Regions from separate parts of the Arachis hypogaea genome. Here region 1 is linked to region 2. The links are chromatin contacts, called in public Hi-C maps. All regions are on one chromosome and are shown on one strand. Each heading gives the region's core, a stretch centred on a gene start, on an enhancer-like site or on the middle of the called end of the contact. The rest is flanking DNA. Distances are from core to core; before and after follow the strand shown.

Region 1 (6,693 bases), core at 2,783-5,282, 64 kb before region 2:
TATGAACTTTTAATAAAAGTGATATTAGTCTTAGAGAGTCCTGTAGTACGTAGTACAGTTTGCATGTTGAAAAATCATTTTCCTTTGGGAGCAATATAATTAGAATAAACACAGCAGTATTGTTATATTGAATTGTCTATTTTATTTTGCTTTGGGTGTCCATATTGAATTGAATTGTCTATGCAAAGAGAGGGATGGGTCAAAGCCAACATCAATGGAATTTGTCCTTTACGCTCCGTTTGTTTATGAGAATAAGATAAAATAAGATACTGAAAACAGGATAGAATAAAATATTGATAGATAAAAATATAAAATTTTGTGTTTTTATATTCTATTTGACAATAAATTAGAATAAATTATAAAAATTTAATTTATTTTTATTTTTTTTATTCAAAAAATTTGAGATGAAAAATATAATAATAAAAAATATAATTATAAAAAATTAACAAGAATAATAAAAAAAATAAAAAATAAGTTGTGTCTCTTGTTAGTATTTTTATGTTCTTTCTGTTAGAATATACACAAAATACAATAATTCAATGTCTTTAAATACATTATCTCTATTCATATTTTCTCTATCAAACATAATTTTATATTTCTATATTTCTATTTTAGTATCCTGTCTTTATAAACAAATGCAGCCTTATTTATGATAACTTAGCCTAGTACAATGCAGCTGTGATGAGAGACAACACACCCAGAGGCAATAACTTTAACTTCAATGTGGAGCCAAATTTGACTTGGCATGCGCAACATAATTTACAGAGAGTTAATTCTAATTATAATAGCAGCCGAAACTAGAGGGAGTTGTCGTTTTTATTACATGCTTGATTAATGTAGCTTTAATATTGATTGGGATTTCTTTGCATATATGTCCCACTTTTGAAGAGAAAGTGAACCGTACTACCCGCTGCTTACTCATCGTTATGCTTATGCTTCAACTATATATTTCAGTTAAAAATAGGGACTATTTAGAGAAATATGTCTAAAATATTTTTTTAATATTTAAAATTTAATATATATAATTAATTAAATCGTATTATTTTTATTAAAATTAGGTCAAATAAATAAATATAATTAAAAAAATAATAAATTAAATTTTAAATTAGTCTAAATTAATATTATTTTTTATAAAAAATGACTATAATATTATATATAATTAAGAGTATTTTAATTATTTTTTATAATAAGGATATTATAGTAATTTTTTATAAAAAATAATATTAATTTAGATAGATTCAAAATTTAATTCACTATTTTTTTTATTAAATTAAATTGTCTGACCTCGTTTTGACAAAAATAGCACAATTTAGTCGATTATATGTATTAAATTTTAATTATAAAAAGATATTTTTAAAACAGACGTTTTAGATGTTTTTATCTAAATAGATCTCAAAAAAGGTGAAAACTCAGATGCAGTCAACTTTATGTAAAGTTGATAACTGAAAGTCGTTAGATAAAAATTTAGTCAAATAATTCAAATTATTTAAAGGCTCTCGACTATTAACTTCACGTGAAGTTGATTGCACTTGAGTTTTCATATTATTTATTCTTTAAAATTCAGTATTTGATCCGTTTTTTTAATTTATTATTTTTAATTAATTTAGATATTTATTTTTATTTACCAGTTATTCAAAAAATACAAAAATTTTATTTATTTTTTATTTTTTGGTTTTACTAAGTATACAATAATTTTTGTGAATAATGCGAATAATAAGCTCTAAAAATAATTCAATAAAATAAAAAAATACTCCATCATCCAAATTACCTCCTAAACCCTAACATTAGAATAATTATCCGTAAACCTAATGAATTAAATATTGAATCATTGTTAACTGTGCATGAGTAAACCAAATCAAAAAGAATAACCATTCAATTAAGAATCAACATAATCATCTGCATACCTATTAAATTGAATATCCAACATATCATATCTATTGTTTACCTTACTTTGTATTTTTATTGTCTCTCTATATTTTTTTATTATTTTTTTAAATTAAAATATTAAATAAAAAATATTTAAAAAATATCTAATTGAACTAATTCCAATTAAACGTTCACGTTTGTTATTGCTTTCACGTAACTGGCAAGATAGATATATTAATAGGAAAAGTCTAGGAGGCCAGTAGTTTTATTGAATTTTGGCCAGCATGTAACCAGCAGAGGAAGGTGAGTCATTAGATGAAATTTCACACCAATCTCACACCATCAAATCATCATTGATGGCTAATTGATGGCTAACAATCACAAAAATTACTGGCCCCTAGCATTGCTCTTAATAATATGGCCGAAAAATAATTAATTATTTTTTATAAAATATATTAAAATATAAAATATACCTTAAATTATATGAAAATTTTACCATACTCAATATTTTTGCACTCTTGAGATCAAGCACCACGAGCTTTAGCCTCTGAAGCGGCGCGAGAGTAAGTTCTGAATTGACGCAGCGACTCATAAGAGCTTCCAAACTCACACACTGCTTTCTCTGCACTCGCTTTCAGCTCCTTCACCTTTGCCCTCATTGCACCACCTTCTTCTTCCACCATTACCCTTCTCACAACCCTTGCTATCTCATCCCTCCCAACCACACCACCACCCTCCGCTTCACCCCTCGCCCTCACCGCCACCCCGAGCTCCTTCGACAACATGGCAGCGTTCATCTTCTGCTCCGAGTAGAGCGGCCAAGCCACCATTGCCACCCCACCAAAGATTGCTTCAAGCACAGAGTTCCAACCACAGTGCGTCACAAAACCACCCGTCGCAGCATGTCCCAGAATCTCCACCTGCGGGGCCCACATGGGAATCACCAATCCCAATTCCTTCGTCCTCTCCACGAACCCCTTCGGCAAGTACTCCGGCGACCCGTCCCCCCCAATTCCGACGTCGAAATATGAGCCGGAAGCATCGCCCTCAATGGGTGGCCGCACCACCCAAACAAACCTCTGCATGCTGAGCTCCAATCCCCACGCAAGCTCCCTAATCTGAGCCTCAGACATGGTCCCTCCGCTCCCGAACGACACGTAGATTACCGATTCCGTCGGTTGCCGGTCAAGCCACCGCATAACCTTGTTGTCCACGTGTACACTACCCGTGTCACGGTCCGCTAACGTCCTCACTAGAGGTCCAACCGGATAAACCGGTCCATTGGTGAACCTTCGCAAGATTCCAGAGTCCCCCAGCGCCTTCGTTGCTGAGGGCTCCAGATCTTGCCAAGTGTTGATCAGGATCCCATCAGAGCCATTGATTACCTTTGAAACCTTGGAGTATCCTTCATATATGGGCCCTAGGGGGTCCAAGAGAGCTTCGAGTGTGTCTTCGAATTGAATCGGTTCGCAACCAGGGATTGGAAGCGGTTCGCGGTTCTTGATATGAGTATTCTCCACCTGGTTGGGGTCCATAGCTGAAAGGTGTATGGTGAGAGCGGAGAACCAGGCGCTGGTGGTTAAGAAGACGAAGGGTTGCATGCCGAGGTCACGTGCCATGGGAATAGCTTCTGTACCGAACAGGTCAACGACAAGAAGAGAGGGAGGGTGCTTCATGGAGAGGATGAAAGAGCGGAGAGATGGTAAGGACTCAGTCATGGTTACGACGATTCTGTCCAATAGGGAAGGGTCTGGTCCCAGTTTGGATGAAACATCTGGTTGCGGCAATTCCACAACGTTTGGGGCAGTTTTTAGATGTGAGGTTTGTTGGTGGATTTGGGAGCGAGCCGTTGCGAGATCGGTGGTGATGAGGAAGATGGTTACGTCGAAGGCGTGTTGTGTGAGGAGGCTCTTGCCAAGCTCCACCTCCGGGATGAGGTGGCCCATCCCTGGGCTGGTCAGAATGGCGGCGTGTGGCTTCTTGTCGTTGTTTGCTGTGGCCATGGCGGCTCTGCAGCTTCAGAGAGAGAGAGAGAGAGAGAGAGGTATTCTGTCAAATAATAATAACGATAATAAAAAGCTTTTATAAATGTAATCAATATAGGTCATTTTAGGAAGATGCATATTATAAGGTGGTAGCCATCTTGACTACAGTGCATGGACCATTCACCCATTGACATGCCGCAAAGGTTTCAATGTGCTCTTTAATTGGTTTGACTAAACAAAAATATTATTTTATACTAAAAATTATTTATTAAATTAATTATTATATATTCCTATATGTATATTTATATATTTATATAAACTGTTTTACATATTTTTAATATGTATAATGTATTGTATTTTATATATATTTTTAAAAAGAAAAAGTCTAGGAGCCAGCAATTTTATTGAATTTTGGCCAACATGTAATCAACAGAGGAAGGTGAGCCATTGGATGAAATCTCATACCAATCTCACACCATCAAATCATCATTGATGGCTAATTGATGGCTAACAATCACAAAAATTACTGGCCTCCTAGCATTGCTCTTTTAAAAATATTAGTACTTACCTAAATATTGTTAACAATGTAAATACTTTGAAATTTAAAAAATAAAAATGAGACAAATATTAATAATAAACATGATATCGTTTACATGAAATATTCTTAGCACATAAATTTGTTTAATTGTCGTAAAAATAATAAGGAGGTGTGTTTATCTTAAGTTTAGCAACAAAAAGATCCATAATTACTTAGGCTCCTCTATACAAATTTTCTATTTGTTAATAGCCTAATTTTTATTTAATATAAGTTTCATTTTTTGGTGAACCATTTTCATACGTATTATCGATTGCTAATTTTCTAATTAACGTCTTTATACCTTTCTTAATAAAATCTTTTTCTTCTTCTTTCAAAAATAAAAAAACACTTTGCAAGTTTTTATTTTCCGGTTTTTGGTTTGGTGGAAACTCACCTGTACTCGACTGCAGGTGAAGTTGCTTTTAGATCGTTGACACGCATTACTGTATGGTTTAAAAAAAATCAATTTATTTTATACAAATGGTTTATTTAAAAAAATCGGTTTAAATAGACCAAATAACTACTTTTAAAATAATTTAAATTCTTTCTACGTGTTATTCCTAAATTCCTAACAGATGAATTTGATATGTTCTTTTTCTTCATTCATATTGACCAATTTTTCTTTAAATTTATCTGAACTTTTTTTATTTAATTTTTGTCAAATATATGTATACAAATTGTTTGAAAAAGTAAAATTTAGTATTTTGAAAAAAAAAATAAAATTCACGGTTTTTTTTATAGAAATGGCATAAATGATATTATCTGTCCTTTTTTTGTGTCTATGTTTCTATTTTCTTGATGAGTTTTGTTTTGTTTCCCATAACTTATATTTTCAGTTGCTTTTAAATTAAGCTGTAAACAGATTTTAAATTAAGTTGTAAAAATATGTTCAATTGCAAATTTGTCGTTAAATTAAATTTTATGGTAATCAATCAATTAACTTTTATTTTACTAATAAACTATTTTCATGCAAATTATTGTTGATTTTTCAATATTATTCTATAAATAAATTATTTTTTTTAAGATAATAAGACTATAATTTACTTGTTTAGAAATTATGATTTCACTATCATTCACGTTTTTGTGTTTTTACTTATCAACTAGAATTTATTTTTTAATGAAATTAGAATTTATTTTCAATAAAATAAAAGTATCTAATCAAAATATTAATTTGGTCTCCTTAAATAATTGAACATAATATTATTAATTTTGTCTACAACAAAAATTTTTAATAAATTTTTTAAAATAAAATTGATTCAAAAATAGAGAAAAAAAAGAACAACTAATAAAAATATTTATTTTGACATTGCCATCAAGAATAGGATAGCCATAGAAAAAATTCAACCAAATAAAAAGGACCTAACTCATACAATTAAACTACCATCATATCATCACAATAAACTATAACATCACCAACTAAAGAGACATATAACAAATATGAAAGAGATCATGTCAAAATTTCAACAATGTTCATGCTATCAAACTAGTCTACCTTGTACCATAATTACATTTTTGTCTTCCATCACATGAAATTGCCACGAATTATCTTGGCATTTATGATTCTGAACATCAAAATGGTGTGATGACATAAATATGTACGTATTTATTAAATAATTTTTATCATTCACAGAGGAATGAATAAAAACATAAATTAAGAAATACATTTGAAATAATAAATTTGATTAAGAAATATAAATAAAAGGAACATACCTAATTGAAAGTTTCATATTAGTTCTGAAAAAAGGATTGAAAGAGAACGAATTTTACGTGCGAAACGAAGAAGAAGAGAATAAAAGTAACTGTTTGGTTCAATTCAAACCGATTTTTTTAAATAAACCATTTATATAAAATAAACCAATTTTTTTTAAACCATATAGTAACACGTGTCAGCCATCCAAAAACAACTTCACCTGCAGTCGACTGCAGGTGAGTTTCTGCCATTTTGGTTTTCCCTATTTGGGTCTGAGTATAGCCCGTGTTGTTAAGATAGTTGCAAAAAGGCTCCGAGTCTTGACTAGTAATAAGCAGATATGTGTTATCCGAAAATAATAACGATATAGTGACAACTCTCCATTTTAGGCCCAAATTTCAATGGATGTCTTTCCAGAAATATCTTTGTTAATTGGATGTCTATATTAAGGAAAAAAAAACCGTTTTTGTCAAAATGCAATTCTCCATTTAGCCACAAATTTAGCTAAGTTTGATATTTAACACATTAAAAGCAGCATTATCTCCATTTGCAGCAGTAGATCCACCTCCATTGTC
Region 2 (6,847 bases), core at 4,142-6,641:
TAATGTTCTTAGGACATTGATGATATTCCAGAAAAAATAAAAGATAATTTAAATTCTCGTTTGGATATGGAAGAGTTAGGCATAAAGAAAGATTTGCATCCTATTAGAGAGGGAGAAAAGGTGTTGTCCTTACCTGATGCTGTTTATAAATTGAATAATAAAAAAAGGAGAAACTTGTGTGAATTTTTGCAAAATGTCAAAAAATCATATGGATATTCTTCAAATATTAGGAGATGTATTAACATAAAAGAGAAAAAAATTTATGGCTTAAAGACTCATGATTGTGTTCTTCTAGAGTGCTTCCTTTCGCTTGTTTTACGGGATCTTTTCTCATCACATGATGTGCATAGTGCATTAATAGGACTGCGATTTTTTCAAGGAGTTGTGTTCAAAAGTTCTAACAGTGAAAAATCTTGAAAAGATTGAAGAAGAAATCATTATCACACTTTGAAAATTGGAAATGATATTTCCGCCTTCATTTTTTGATGTCATGATCCATTTACCTATCTGTTTCGAGGGTTACCTAAAACTGTAGGTCGATCTCAGACGACATATGTGGTGGTGGCCGGAGCTGTTGCGTCTGACTTGTTGGACTGAGAGTGCAGCTGATCCTTCGTCACCGGTAGGTGATGGTACCTACAAGAGACTCCGATGCTTAAGTTAGCATGGACTATAAGCAGATTTTTTTAGTAGAATCAGAGTATGAGTTATACCTGGGTGCTCCAGTGTATTTATAATGGTGTAGAGTGACTATTCCGGAGATAAGATAGTTTATCTTATCTTATCTTTGAATGAAGTCATCTTATCTTTAAGGAGAACCGCCTTTATCTTTCTAGGCCTTGGCTGCCTTTAGATTTGGGCAGTGTTCCCTTGTTTGGGCCTACCTGGGCCTTTGTAGTGATTTGGCCAAACTCTTTGAAAGAGGTCAAGTGATCCTGACCTGAAGAGGTCGGTCGACTTGCCGTCAATTAGCCCGGGTCATACAGCTCGATCCAGGGCATAAACACTATCCATTTGGCAAGTGAGGCGAAGATTGCAGGATCGGTCCATTATCAATGGATGTACCCTATTGAGAGGTAAATATTATTTTATCATGTAATTTTGTAGATAAAATTTTCAATAAATTTCTTTACTTATATATTGTCCCTTTTTGAACAAAGGTATTTACGTAGCTTAAAAACTTATGTACGTAATTGAGCTCATCCAGAAGGTTCAATTGCTGAAGGGTATCTTACAAATGAATGCTTATTATTTTGCTCAAGATACCTCAATGGTATTGAAACAAAGCATAATCGAGTTGGAAGAAATTGGGATGGTGCAATAACTCATGGTTATAAAGTTGAAACAAAGGATAAAGTATTACCGATTTTTAAGCAAAATGGAAGACCCACAAGTAATTGTAAAGTGACAAGAAGATTGAGTCTAGAAGAAATAAAGCAATCTCATCTTTATATTTTGAAGAACTATGATCAAGTTACTCCTTTCATATGGTAAGTATAGTTGTATTTAGATAATATTTAGCTTTTATTTTAGAAGTATTGCTTGAAACTTATTGGCCTTTATAAATGCAGCAAACATACAGAAATATTAGAAATAGAGAACCCAAGAAATGTTCAAAAATGACATGATCAAGAATTTTCATGTTGATTTGAAAGTCATGTATGTTCTAAATATGGATGAAATATTACATACTACTTTTTAATCAGGTTACATACTAATTTTTAAAGTCATATAAGAATTTCTTTAACTATATCTTTTCTTTTTTAAATCAGGTTACATCTTTGTACAACGAAAAAGATGAACAAGTAACCCTATCAACTTTTATGTTTAGCAAGCGATCCAACAAGAGAAGATATATGCTATAAAGGATACAAAGCAAACAGTTTTATCTTCCACACAAAAGATTGTGAGAATCATAGAAAAACTTAACGTAGTGAAGTTACGGTAAAGCTAAATTGTGGAAAGGAGTATTATGGAGCCATTGAGGATATTGTGGAGTTATCATATATGAATGAAAATAAAGTTGTAATGTTCAGATTCTTATGATGGGATGTGGACAATTATGGTAGAGGAGTGAAAGTAGATGAATATGGTGTCACCATGGTAAATAAAGGTTGCACTTTAAAGACAAAAGAAGTATTTGTTATGACATGTCAATCTGAGCAAGTATTCTATGTTAAAGATATTTGTAACTCTAATTGGCAATGTGTTGTAAAAGTAACACCACATGACTATTTTAGTATGCCTCTAGAAGAGGAGAAGGAGGAGAAAGTGGTTGATGATATGTTTAATGAATAAATAGAGTAATAGATAGATTTTCTTTTTTTACTCAAAAATTTTTCTAATAGAAATTAATTGCAATTATGTTTTTAGGATTTTAATGTTTCTATTTAATATTTTTATTGAAATCCTTTTGATATGTTGTTGTTGGTTTTAATAATGAATATGATTTGTTGATTTAGTCAAGAACCTCATAGATTGTTAATAGTGTTGCTGCTAGAAGAAACAAAGGAATTGAGAATCTTGTATCTAAAAAAAATTTAGTTCTATTAAGTCACTTACAACAAGTTTATTTTCTTTCTAATAATAATGGAGTGCATAAAAAAATCAAGTTCATCAAAAGTTAGGAATAAGGAATTTCAAAAGTTATATGTATAATTAAAAAAATTATTGAGATGAAGAATAAGGAATTCCAAAAGTTAGGAAGACCAAAGGTTCTCTTTTCAAATATGCCTCAGCTTTTGGACTTTATTGATTAATTAATGTATCTGCATTAATACAGAATCATACATAGCAAATATAATACAGAGTTCTTAGTATTACTGAACAATAATAAACAAGAAAAATACATTCTAAAAGACTATAAATGACCTTAACGATTACAATTCACATAAATTGCAGCTGAGGGAACAAATGTAATCATGAATATGCTAAAAATTCTTTAAGTTTAACAAAGAGTAAGTTTCAATAATAAAAAAATACTTGCCTCAACTGGTTGATTTTGTTTCTTTACCAGCAATTTAGAAGCCATTAATAAAATTGTTTGACCTACATTATGCAACTAAGCAAATAAGCAATATCACTAATGCAAACTAATATATTATAAAAATTCATACTCTCAAAGTAGAAGACACACACATAAAAATCCAAGCTCTCAAAGTAAAGCTAGATACTCTTATTTGATATGAACCTGTGGTTTACGAAAAAGAACAAACACGTGGTGTGCAAAAATTAGGTACGTGTGCAAAAATTAGAAAGAAAAAAATGAAGGATTAGAAGTCAAATTAGATAAAACATAAAATGAATAGAATTCTGAAATAAAACAAACAATAGCATTACATCACCAAATCACAGTTATCTTTCTCTCATTTTCTTATTATGAATTAAAAAAATAGAAAAATCAAATGAGAAAGAACAAAAACTTTACCAAAATTATCGATCAATTTACACAAATCAGATATGAGGAGCAAATTCAAGAGCAATTAGATATGACGAAAAAATAAAAAAGTACGAATTATAAAACAGCTCAATAAAAAGCCAAATTTAAAAAATATAAATTAGGGAATAGATATGAGAATATGAACTTACCTTAATACGTATTAGTAATAAGAAGCTTGAATGAAAAAATTTTAAAATCTGAAGCATCAAAACAAAAATTAAATCAGATTTATGAAAGAATAAAAATTTGAGAAAGGAAAAAGAAATACCTAACAAGACAAAATTGATTTTGAAGTTGAAGAATGAGATGAGATCTTGAAATTGAAGAATAAACTGAGATTTTGAATATAAAAAATGAGTAATGTGATTTCAAACTAAGAGCCGGAACCAAGAGAAGAAGATGAGCAGGTCGTCAAAGGAAGAAGAAAAATAATGAAGTAAGCTGAAAACAAAGGACCGTAAAAAATGAAGAATAATTTTTTACGATTAAATTATTTTAAAAAAAAAGAATTTGATATTTATAATATTTGTTAAATATAGATATTAATTTTTACATATAACTATGATTATTAAAAAAGCGTTAAAATAATTCTTTTTTTTGTAGTGTGTATTAGTGTCAAAATTTGACGATTTTAAGTTTAACAATCCTATCGTTATAGCGTGTTTAATGTAGTATCGTAACATGGAATTCTCATTTAATCATTGCTCCATTACGCCACTATTTATCCAGAACAATGACATGTAGTTTACTTATATTTTAGATTTCACAATTAAAATTGAGAAAGTATTCGCAGCTAACATTACACATTTAACGTTTAATATAAAAAAAATAATTTTTTAAAAATAAAAACATTGAAAATTCAATTAGATGAAATATTTAAAACTTAAATTTAACAAAAATTTATCGTTAGTAAATTTTATACTGGATTTGTTTGATAATTTGTTATGATACTAATTAAAACCTAAAATTAGTTATTATAGTATTAATTCTCTAATATTACTAAATAAAATTTAATTTAACCAAACACTAAAATCGTCGTTTTTCTATTGGATCAAATTTGATTCACTCAGTGTCTAATTCAATAAATAAACTCATTTACACACAATTTATTTCATCTACATTTAAGAATAATTTTATTAGTAATGTTAGAGTAAGTATCTTTTATAATTTGTAGTTATTATTAATATTTTTAATAATATATAATTATATTTAATGATATAAAAATATATTTTTTTATTATTAAATAATAACTAAATTTTAATAAAAGTATTGTCTTTTGAAACTTTTTCATGTTATAATTCAATATGAACATCAAACCATGTTACGTAAAATGGTACGGATGTATTTTTTATGATTAGAATAATATTACATAACTAATAAAAATTTAATTTTTTATCAATAATTTGATTGACTCTAATATGAAAATATTATATTTTAAATACTATCACGATAAAAATTTTAAATTTTAATAATATAAAAATAATATATTAATATAAAATATTGAATAATAATAATAATAATAATAATAATAATTTAATTCGAAAAGACCTTACATCTATGTAAGAAAAATGAAACATTTTGTAATTCCTAATTAATAGGTAAAGCAATTCAACTGATAACTATTTTTTCAGTCAAAAAAAATTTACTATGCGTACATATTTTATAATAAATATTTTTTTATATTAATATTTTTTAATAATTATATACAATTTTTTTTATTTTATTAATTAAAAAATAATTTAAATATATAATTAATTAAAAATAAATATTAAAAATATTTAATGTATGAATAATATTTTTTACAAAAAATTTAAATATTTATTTTTAGTCAATAAAAAATTAATATCTTTAGGTAACCAATAATTTTCGTACCCAATAGTCAATAGGTCCAGCCTACCAGCCATCACTTTCCTTATGTCGTTCCATCGCAATAGGAAGACTTATTGGTCATCATCATATCAGTATATCACATCAAAAGGGGATATTATTAAGGGGAAAAGAAATGATGATAGTAATAAGCATATTATTATGATTGGTTGTTTTCAGTATATACGATAACCATTATCTTAAAAGGTTTATCTTTCAACTTAATCGTTGTTTTGAATGTATAATTGTATGACAACCATTAACTTCATGATCTTGATTGTGAACAGATATTATTGTATTATTTTAGGTTCCGGTTCTAATATAGTTGGCACATGGATATGCGACTATATGACAATTTGTCTTATTAACAAGTGAGAGAAAAAATAAAATAGTATAAAAATTTGATAGATGAAGAGTTTATTTTATTAGTTTATTTGTGCAAGTTTTATAGGTTGAGACTCTTCTAAAAGACATTACGAATTATAGTTTTACTAGATTTATATGGAGAGAATTAGTACTATCAAAAGTTGAGTTATTCACTTAGTTTGTGTTAGTTGGTAGAGTCAATATATACTAAGAAAAGATTAATTAGATTAGGCATTATTGATCACAGGGATATGATTTGTGTTTTATGTAAAAAAGAAACTGAGAATGATTTTCATTTATTCATTAGCGGTGAGTTCACGTATCAGGTGTGGTGTGCTTGGTTACGTCTATAATAAACTGTGGTCTATTCCAGAAACCATTAAACAACACTTTAAGAGTTGGACAGGAGCTCCTGTAAGAAAAGACGAACGTAATAGGTGGCTGATTGGCTTTTTTGCTATCATTTTAAATACGTAGTTGGAAAGGAATGCCAGAATTTTCAAGAATCAAGAAACAGGTGTTGCGGAAGTTATTACTAAGTCGATTAGGAGATACAAAGAGTGTGTTGACTTTGTTCCGTCTAGTTATTGATGGCAATGTCGGAGATAACTACGGTTTCTTTTTCAGTGTTTGTATTGTAACTTTGGACTTTTTAAATGCTCCATCTTACTGTGTTGAACTTTTTGTTTCAAAAAAAACTATATCTGCATTAATAGAGTTGGCAATTGGTAGGGTAGTATAGAGTTTGGACTTTATCCTAACTACTCTACTCGCGGTTAAAAATATTTTTAAAATTTTATCATATTTTATCTGCAAGTTGAAAATTTTTCAACTCTAACCCTATCCGTACCTTAAAATTCTAAACCCTACCCTACTCGACTCTATTCGTAGAAAATAAAAAATTTTAAGTAAATATAAAATTCAGTCATTCCAAATTTCATACATATTAATAAAATAAAAAATAAAAAACTAAGTTCAAATTAAAATTAAAAACAATAAAATCTTAAAAAAATTTAACATAAAATTACAAATAATATGATCATCAACTAACTTAGTAGTTATTTTAAATTTCTATAAGAAGAAGATTGTGGGTTCAACACTCACTTTCTTCATTACATACATAACTTTTAAATATATATTTCATAATATATTAGGAGTACGGGTATGGTAGAGTAC

Evidence for each region. Hi-C and Micro-C count contacts between places; a contact is called where the count stands out from the background.
Region 1: a Hi-C map of leaf shows a contact between it and region 2, with 4 times the contacts expected there. The contact joins the promoter of LOC112800666 here to the enhancer-like site in region 2. A contact is called at or near these places in 4 of 8 Hi-C or Micro-C datasets (leaf and an unstated tissue).

What each region holds. Positions count from the first base shown.
Region 1 is chr5:9,906,463-9,913,155 of arahy.Tifrunner.gnm2.J5K5, reverse strand. It overlaps LOC112800666 (UDP-glycosyltransferase 72E1), which reads right to left and starts at 4,032. Exons shown (of 1, transcript XM_025843020.3): 1 at 2,099-4,032. The coding sequence starts at 3,869. The coding sequence ends at 2,391.
Region 2 is chr5:9,843,520-9,850,366 of arahy.Tifrunner.gnm2.J5K5, reverse strand. No RefSeq gene overlaps it. Among protein-coding and RNA genes, the nearest start is that of LOC112800664, 13 kb to the right of the region's middle. Within about 2 kb of position 5,391, at least 3 of the 3 cell types and tissues checked have open chromatin away from gene starts, as enhancers often do.